Linked DNA regions of Gossypium hirsutum: region 1 is linked to region 2. The links are chromatin contacts, called in public Hi-C maps. All regions are on one chromosome and are shown on one strand. Each heading gives the region's core, a stretch centred on a gene start, on an enhancer-like site or on the middle of the called end of the contact. The rest is flanking DNA. Distances are from core to core; before and after follow the strand shown. Region 1 holds the start of LOC121214711 (E3 ubiquitin protein ligase RIE1). Region 2 holds the start of LOC107909934 (protein CHROMATIN REMODELING 19).

Region 1 (3,685 bases), core at 229-2,728, 680 kb before region 2:
GGTTAAAATTAAATTAATCGATCGAACCAATTTAATTCGGTTAATCAGTCGGTTAACTGATCTAATTTGATCAGAGGTTGGTTAATGATTTTTTGAAAGTTCGTTTATCGGTTAATTCGGTTTAAAATGGGGTAATTAATCGAATTAATTGAACTTAATAATTAATAATACAAATTATATGTAGTTTTAATTTGGTTAATTTGGATAATTCAATCAAATGAACATTATCAATTTATTTTTTATATGTTTTATACTTGTTTTAACAAAAAACAAAAAATAAAAATATATAAATTTCGGTTTGGTTATTTTTTTTGAACAAATTTTGGTTTGATTAACGATTAAAGGATTAAAAAGTTTGGTTAATTCAATTAATATTAGTTTGGTTCAGTTAACAGTTTGAACACCCTTATATGTGATATGTCACGAGTGGTTGCCTATTTGCTCACTCAGCCACATCGTCACTTAACGATAGAAATGAAAGAAATTTTGAATAGAATAACTAGTTTACTTTTTCATCTAACATACAAGGTCTAATTTACTTATTTTTCAAATAGAAATGATAAAATGCAATACAACTCTTAACACACGATTCTTCATACTACTTTACTACAAAATCCTTGCAAAAACATATGTTCTATTAAAAAATATATATTTTTGAAAATATAGTTTAAAATATTAAAATATTTAATATTTGCGTAAAAATATATTGTGTAGAAAAACACAAAAGAGTTAATAAAGTAATAAAATCAAGAGTAAACTATATCAAGAGTCACTAAATTATTAGTAAATTTACATTTTGGTCATTTAATTTTAAAAAGTTACAAAATAGTCATTGAACTATTCGAAAGTTTTCTTTTAAGCTATTATGTTGTTAAAATCGCTATTATATGGTATTCTCTATTTCACTGCCTACACTAATCAAACGCTCTCTTTCCCTTATTTTCTACTTTTTTTTTTCATAAAATAGCTTTGAACGTCATAAATTTGTGAACCAAAATTTAAATAATTTTCTTTTTCAATCTCCTACACTGACCATCATATTGACTTGAATCTAAAGCATGTTTTTTTACTCGATGGGTATTGATCCATCGTACCGATCATCAAATCGTCGATTGAAGCTTACTAGGTGGACTTTAAAAACCAACCTTAACAATACAATGACTTAAATAAAAATTTTTTAAATAGTTTAGTGACTTAAACTGGAGCTTTTAAATAGTTTAGTGATCATTTTGTCATTTTTTAAAGTTAAGTGATAAAAATTATGATCTTATTAATAATTCAAAGAACTTGGTAGTAATTTACTCTAAAATCAATTAATATTTAAGGAGCGTAGTGAAGGTAAAGTACTATGTTTGAACTTCAAAAACCGTATTACAGCAATACAGAAACGCAGCGGTAATAAATATGGTTGGGTAAAGAAAAAGCCAAAAGGACTGATAAATATAAAAGAAATAAAGCGCGAAAGAAAGTGAAAAAAGAAAACATATTACATACATAACACACTGTTTTTATCTTTTCAGGAAACAAAAATAATAGAGCAAAGCAGAATCCGACAGAAAACAAAATAAAAATCAATAAAAGCATCTAATTGACAGTGAGGACGGCAGTTCCGTTCTAAACCGAAAACTCTTTAATCCAAACCAGACGTTCCCTTCTTTTTCTTATTTTCAACAAATATGGTTTTTATTCTTGCTAATGTTAATACTCCAATTATGTGTTTCTTCTCTTTGTGAGTTCTCCCCAGATTTCTGAAAACCCCGAAATCAAAAAGGTGTTTTCTTTTTGTTTGTTTGTTCACATCTTCATCCAAAGCAACCATGGCGGCGTCTGATCCTCACGCGCCTCTCCTTCGTCCGCGTCAACCTGATGGCTCGGCTGCTCGCCCTGTATCGTTGGCGCATTTATTGGGGCGAGCCACGGGACGGCGTGGCGCTTCCATGCTGGTTAGGGAGACAGCGGCACGTGAGTTGGAGGAGCGGAGGGCCGACTGGGGGTACTCGAAGCCCGTTGTGGCACTGGACATGCTGTGGAATACAGCGTTCGTGGTGGTGTCGGTAGTGATGTTGATAAGTACCGCGGATGAGACGCCCAATACTCCTATTAGATTATGGATCTGTGCTTATGCTTTGCAGTGCTTGCTTCATGTTGTTTTAGTGTGGTTGGAATACAGGCGAAGGAACAGTAGGAGAATATCCGTTACGGATGAGGAGAGAGGAGAAGCAGTTTCTGGGGATGTTAATGATAGTGAAGATGAAGAAGACAGCGGTCTTTTTGGTTCAAATGAATCAAGGTCAGTTTCTTTTAGTATAATTTGACTAAAAATTTGATGTGTGTGTGTGTGTGTGTGTGTGTGTGTTTAAGCTTAAAATGTTGATTTTTTTTTGTTTAATTTTAAATTTTAGTGTTTATTGTTCTTTAGTTGAATTGAGATGAGGATTCAGGCTTTCTTTAGAACAGATTTGTATTGGTGCATGAACTATTTATGTTCTGAAGTTAGAATTTTGATGGAAGTAGTGCTCATTTTCTGTGTTAAACTGGATGAGGATTTTAGTTCGATTTGGCGTTTTATTGGATTTTCAAGATGAATTAGATTAGGTTTTGAGGATTTAGGGGATTTGGGTCTATGGTTATTCTCAAGGAATTGGAAGGGCTTTGTTTTGGTGTTGACATTTATTTTGGCTATGGCACTGTTTTGTATGGTTTGCATGAATATAATTGGCTGAATTATCATTATCCTTTAGTCTCCCTTTCAAGAGGAGTGGAATGTCGAAACTTTGGGAATATTCTGGGCGGGGCGGATTAGGCTGCATTGTGTTTTTGTATACTTCCATGGTTCAAATACAAGAACTAGAATCATAGGCCATAGGACTAGCGTTGAGCTTTGAATGATGGTAGAATAATTTAAATTTAAGACACTTTTTGCCCCACGTTGTGCATGATAAGGAAGTTTTGGAGTTTGATGTGTCTTATCTTGTAACCAACCAATTACTGCAATATCTACTATTATAGGTAGTTTTGTTTTGATTATATCGATCAATGCAGTCGGCCAAAGCTATGAAATTGTTACCAAGCTATCATTTGAATGGATTTTTCTTGTATTGTACATCTAGATTTGCATTTATTTCCTATTGTAGAAACTTTAACTTGGGATGATCAACTTATTATTATTTTATTGATTTGATGATGTAATGGGCAGTATAACTAAACGATGTGAAACAGTGAATACCATGGCATCATTTCTTTGGTGGATAGTCGGCTTCTATTGGGTAGTTTCTGGTGGTGATATCCTTCTGCAGAATGCCCCGCGGTTGTACTGGTATGCTGTTAGCCAATCTATTTTTTAACAGCAAGCTTATTCAGTTTAGGGTTACATATTTGTGAATAACATATTGATTTCCGACCCCACGGAAACAAGAAATATGTAGAAGAGTTTCTACCTTTAATTGCCAAGTTATTGAAAAGTTGTACACCGGTTATTATCTCATTCTTTTATAATTAATCTATGGTGTTGTCTGCTTCAGACACAGTCACAATCAAGCTGTCACCATTAGAATATCTTTCTCTGTTTCTCAATCTGTTGCATAAAAAAAGAGTTTATATTTTAGTTAAGCCAAAGAAAGGAAATGGTAGAATGCTTTTACCTGTTAAGCATTTTGGATTTTCAAATACCGTTTTCCAAAAAGAC
Region 2 (3,911 bases), core at 1,167-3,666:
CAATAATAAAAAAGTCAAACACACACAGACAGGCAGATAGTATAGAACACAAACATAAAAACCCAGTTAACAATAGAGTATACCTGTGTCTTTCAAAAAGTGAATAACACGCAAGAAGAACATTAAATGGAGGTGGCAATCCAGCTTTGGACAAATAACCCAACTCTTTTGAATAAGATGCTCGGCCAGCACCATGATACTGAAGTACAGAAAATGAGGGGCACCACTTCTTAAGTTCTCTTTCCCAGTTTTCCAAAAGTGAGGCAGGACAAACTATTAAATGAGGACCAGGATCATTTTTCAGATGTTTCAGCAAAGTCAGATATGTAATAGCCTGTAGAGAAAAGCAATTTAGTCTGATAAAAACCAAATACAGAGGATTATCAAGGGCAAGAACTTAGAGTTGAAGTACCTGAATGGTTTTCCCAAGACCCATCTCATCTGCCAATATAGCTGCACATATACAAAAAGTTGTAATTGTCCTTCCAAATTATATGAAATAGAGGCTGCAAAAGCAATCAGTATTTATGTACTGCACTCATAAGGAAACAAGAAAAATGGAATGCCAAATTACTTACCTATTAACATAGTACATGGCATCATAAAGAAAAATGAACAACCATCCCCTGTTTGGCCGATTCAACATCAAATTCAGCAATAAGACTCAACCTTGACAAATTCTTTTCACAATCTTCTTATCAAATTGGAAACTAACTGAAACAAGTACGAATCTCAACAGATCTTCACATACTTTCTTAAACTTAACAAGTTCAATATCATTCCCTCAAAAGCTAAGAGTATAGAGCCTGCATATTATCTAACTCCGCTAAGCTACTATCACTCAAGGTTCTTATCTTTTCCTTCTCCTTCCTTTGCCACAAAAGCGATTGATGCATTTCAAGAAAGTGATTGACAAAGGTCAATGCATTTATTATGCAACAGAAGAATGGATAATACAACCCACAGTTAAGAATTTTATGTCTCTTTTCTTCATCTTAACTTTAATCACCCAATTACAGTTAACAATCTTCAAAGGTACTTGAAGAATGTAGGCCAATGACAACACTTAAGGGTGAGCGAAGCTTTTTTCTTCTCAGGTGATAAGAAATATGTTCAGTAACTTATCAAATCCCCACAAACAATTACGATTTCTTGTTTTAGGTACTAAATCAATAAAAAAGACCTAGAAATATACAGCCCAACAATGATGTCAAAAGATTAGAACAAGTACCTCCACCAATGCCCTTACTATGCAACAGAAGAAGAAAATTTACACCAACCAGTTGATATGGCTTGAGAACTGGCTGAAATTCCGGATCCACCACTGCACATGCTGCATCAATATCATTCTGCAAGAGTAAGAAATATTCCAATTTATAGACAAGTCTATTAGGAAACAACGAAGCTGATGTGGAAAAGACAACGCATATAATACATTCCCCAAATTTTGTCATGCAGTATATAAAAAATAACCGGCTCCCCTAAAATGAACATAAAAATGAAATTTAAAGCTATTGGTGATTTTCATTAAACTAAAGATTAGACAAAAATCATAATCACAAAATTCGCTAAATTTAGCTCCCTCAAACTTACTACAACCTTTTACAACTTCATAAAGCATTCTGATTATATATATATATAAGAATGCAAGTGATCACGGCCTTCCTTCCTCAATTTTCTCAGTAACCAAACAGAAAAATAGAATGCCTTAAGCTTTTTTAATACCTGTGTAACGATTCTCACTGAAGAAGCTTCTACTTCGGCGTATCGTTCGCAAGAAGCACCGGAACTCCCATACAGCTCCTTCCGTAGCTCCGCAGATATTTTCGCACACTTCTGCAACGCCTTCCCCACCACGTCATCCTCTTGCAATTGCTCTTCTTCACTCGACTCAATGTCATACAGCTCCTCAAAAGCATTCTCATTGCCGTCTTTTCCATCACCATCTTCTTCGTCGTCATCGTCTTCATCAACGATGAATCGACGCGCAAGGTTGACCGGCCCGGCATCCTCGGGCTCAACGTCGTCTTCCAAGTTGGAATCATCAGCCAAATGTTCGATTTCGACACAATCATCGCTGCTTTGGTCGGAAAAACTAGCCTGAGTTTGGGAATTGAAAGCGAAAGACTCAATTGGAGGAGGATTAGGGTTTTTCTTCAAAACACGAGAAGGCTTGAAAGAGTGGTTCTCCCATTCTTCGTCAGAGATTTCCTCGAAAACGCGCTTCATTTTAACTTTAATTTTAATCTGTTTTCCTTTTAATTTATTTTTATTTTGATTTGGGCGAGGAGAAGAGAAAATATAAGAGAGGAGAGCGCAGAGCTGGAAAAGGGCGGGGCGACAGTGAATAGAAACTGAGAAAGCGCGGGTCTTAAAATTGTTGGTTTTGGTTTTGGGAGTTCGCTTTGTTAATGGAAAAGTACTTTCGTAACTATAAGTAATGTTAAATAGATAAAAGTTGTCTGATTTTGGACTGCTGTGGCTTTATAGTGCGGAAATACGTTCAATTGTTAAAAATTAACCTGACATCATTTGACTATACTTGATGGAATTTTTTTCGTAATAAAATGTTCACTGAAATCAATAGATTTTTTTTAGTTAATTTTCTAAGGTTTAATATTTGTTTTTTAATTTTGTATCTATTTTTTTTATTTAATTGGTATATGAATTTATATTCTACTATTGAAGTTGATATGTTCGTACTAATATATTTAGTTTATATTGATGTGCTATTGATAACCAATTCAGTAGTGGCACCCGATAACCTCTTAATATGCCAAGTCAAAATCATAAATTAAAAATATATAAATTAATAAATAGAAGTATAATTTTTCACATCTAGAATGAATTAGGACACAAATTTGTCAAACTTCATTCTACATGTAATTTTTAATAAGTTTATATTTTTTATTTTTTTTATAAAATATCAGTTTTTAGGTTATTATTTAAAAATATAATTTTATAAAATATAAAAATTAAAAATATATAAAAAAATCCTATAATAATTTGAAAATGTATAAAAATTTATAATATAGAAATTAATAAAAATTAAAATTTTATAAAAATATATAAATAAATAAAAGAACTAAAAAGGAACATCTACAAGTTGTTTAGATGCATTTGAATCTAGACATTCTTAGTGTAATTTTTTATTTTTGATTAATTTATATATTCTAATTTTTTTTAAAATTATATATTTTTTAATTTCAAAATTATAACAATAACAATTGATACATCGCGAAGCTAATTAAAAATCTGACTAAAGCAAGTGCACCTATCAATTAATAGTATAGCTCTGGTGAGCAAAGATATTGTTCTCATGAAGACTAAAAGTACTAGTTTTTACCATCTTTCTATTATTTAACCGATAAATTTGAGTGGTTGATTAAAACTAAAATTAACTATATTAATTAACTACAAACGCGACAAAGAAAAAATCAGGAAAATAATCGATTAACAACCAAGAAGCAAAACAATACCCAAGAAAGAACCCACCTAGATTTCATCTGTCATTATCAATCTAAATTACGCAATTTCTTTACTTAGTATATTGATCCGTAAAAATCCCTAAATTATGTTAATATCTCTTTCGAGAGTAAGAGCAACTAACTCTATATTGATTAATTGAAATTTCTTTTTAATTAAAACCCCTATTATCGTATTAACTCAATTTATGGACTCCCCTATTAGATTTGACTCTAATCCGGTAGATTTATATCGTCCTATTTCTAGGATTGCATGCAACTGGACTCAATTATGCAAGATCTACTCTTAAACAGGGTTTATTCCTCCTCTGATTTAAGCACATCAAACATGGATCAATAATGTAGAAATTGAGAACAAAATCTAAGTATTCATTACGCAAAATAAAAATCAAGCGACAGAATTCATCATAGGGCTCATCTCCCTAA

The links. A called contact is a pair of places that touch in the nucleus more often than the background predicts.
Region 1: a contact with region 2 is called in a Hi-C map of leaf, with 1.9 times the contacts expected there. The contact joins the promoter of LOC121214711 here to the promoter of LOC107909934 in region 2. A contact is called at or near these places in 2 of 34 Hi-C or Micro-C datasets (both in leaf).

Annotation. Positions count from the first base shown.
Region 1 is chrD02:52,157,059-52,160,743 of Gossypium_hirsutum_v2.1, reverse strand. It overlaps LOC121214711 (E3 ubiquitin protein ligase RIE1), which reads left to right and starts at 1,478. Exons shown (of 5, transcript XM_041088775.1): 1 at 1,478-2,290; 2 at 3,197-3,316. The coding sequence starts at 1,818.
Region 2 is chrD02:51,474,389-51,478,299 of Gossypium_hirsutum_v2.1, reverse strand. LOC107909934 (protein CHROMATIN REMODELING 19) reads right to left here and starts at 2,416. Exons shown (of 12, transcript XM_016837644.2): 1 at 1,726-2,416; 2 at 1,232-1,349; 3 at 413-453; 4 at 84-334. The coding sequence starts at 2,229.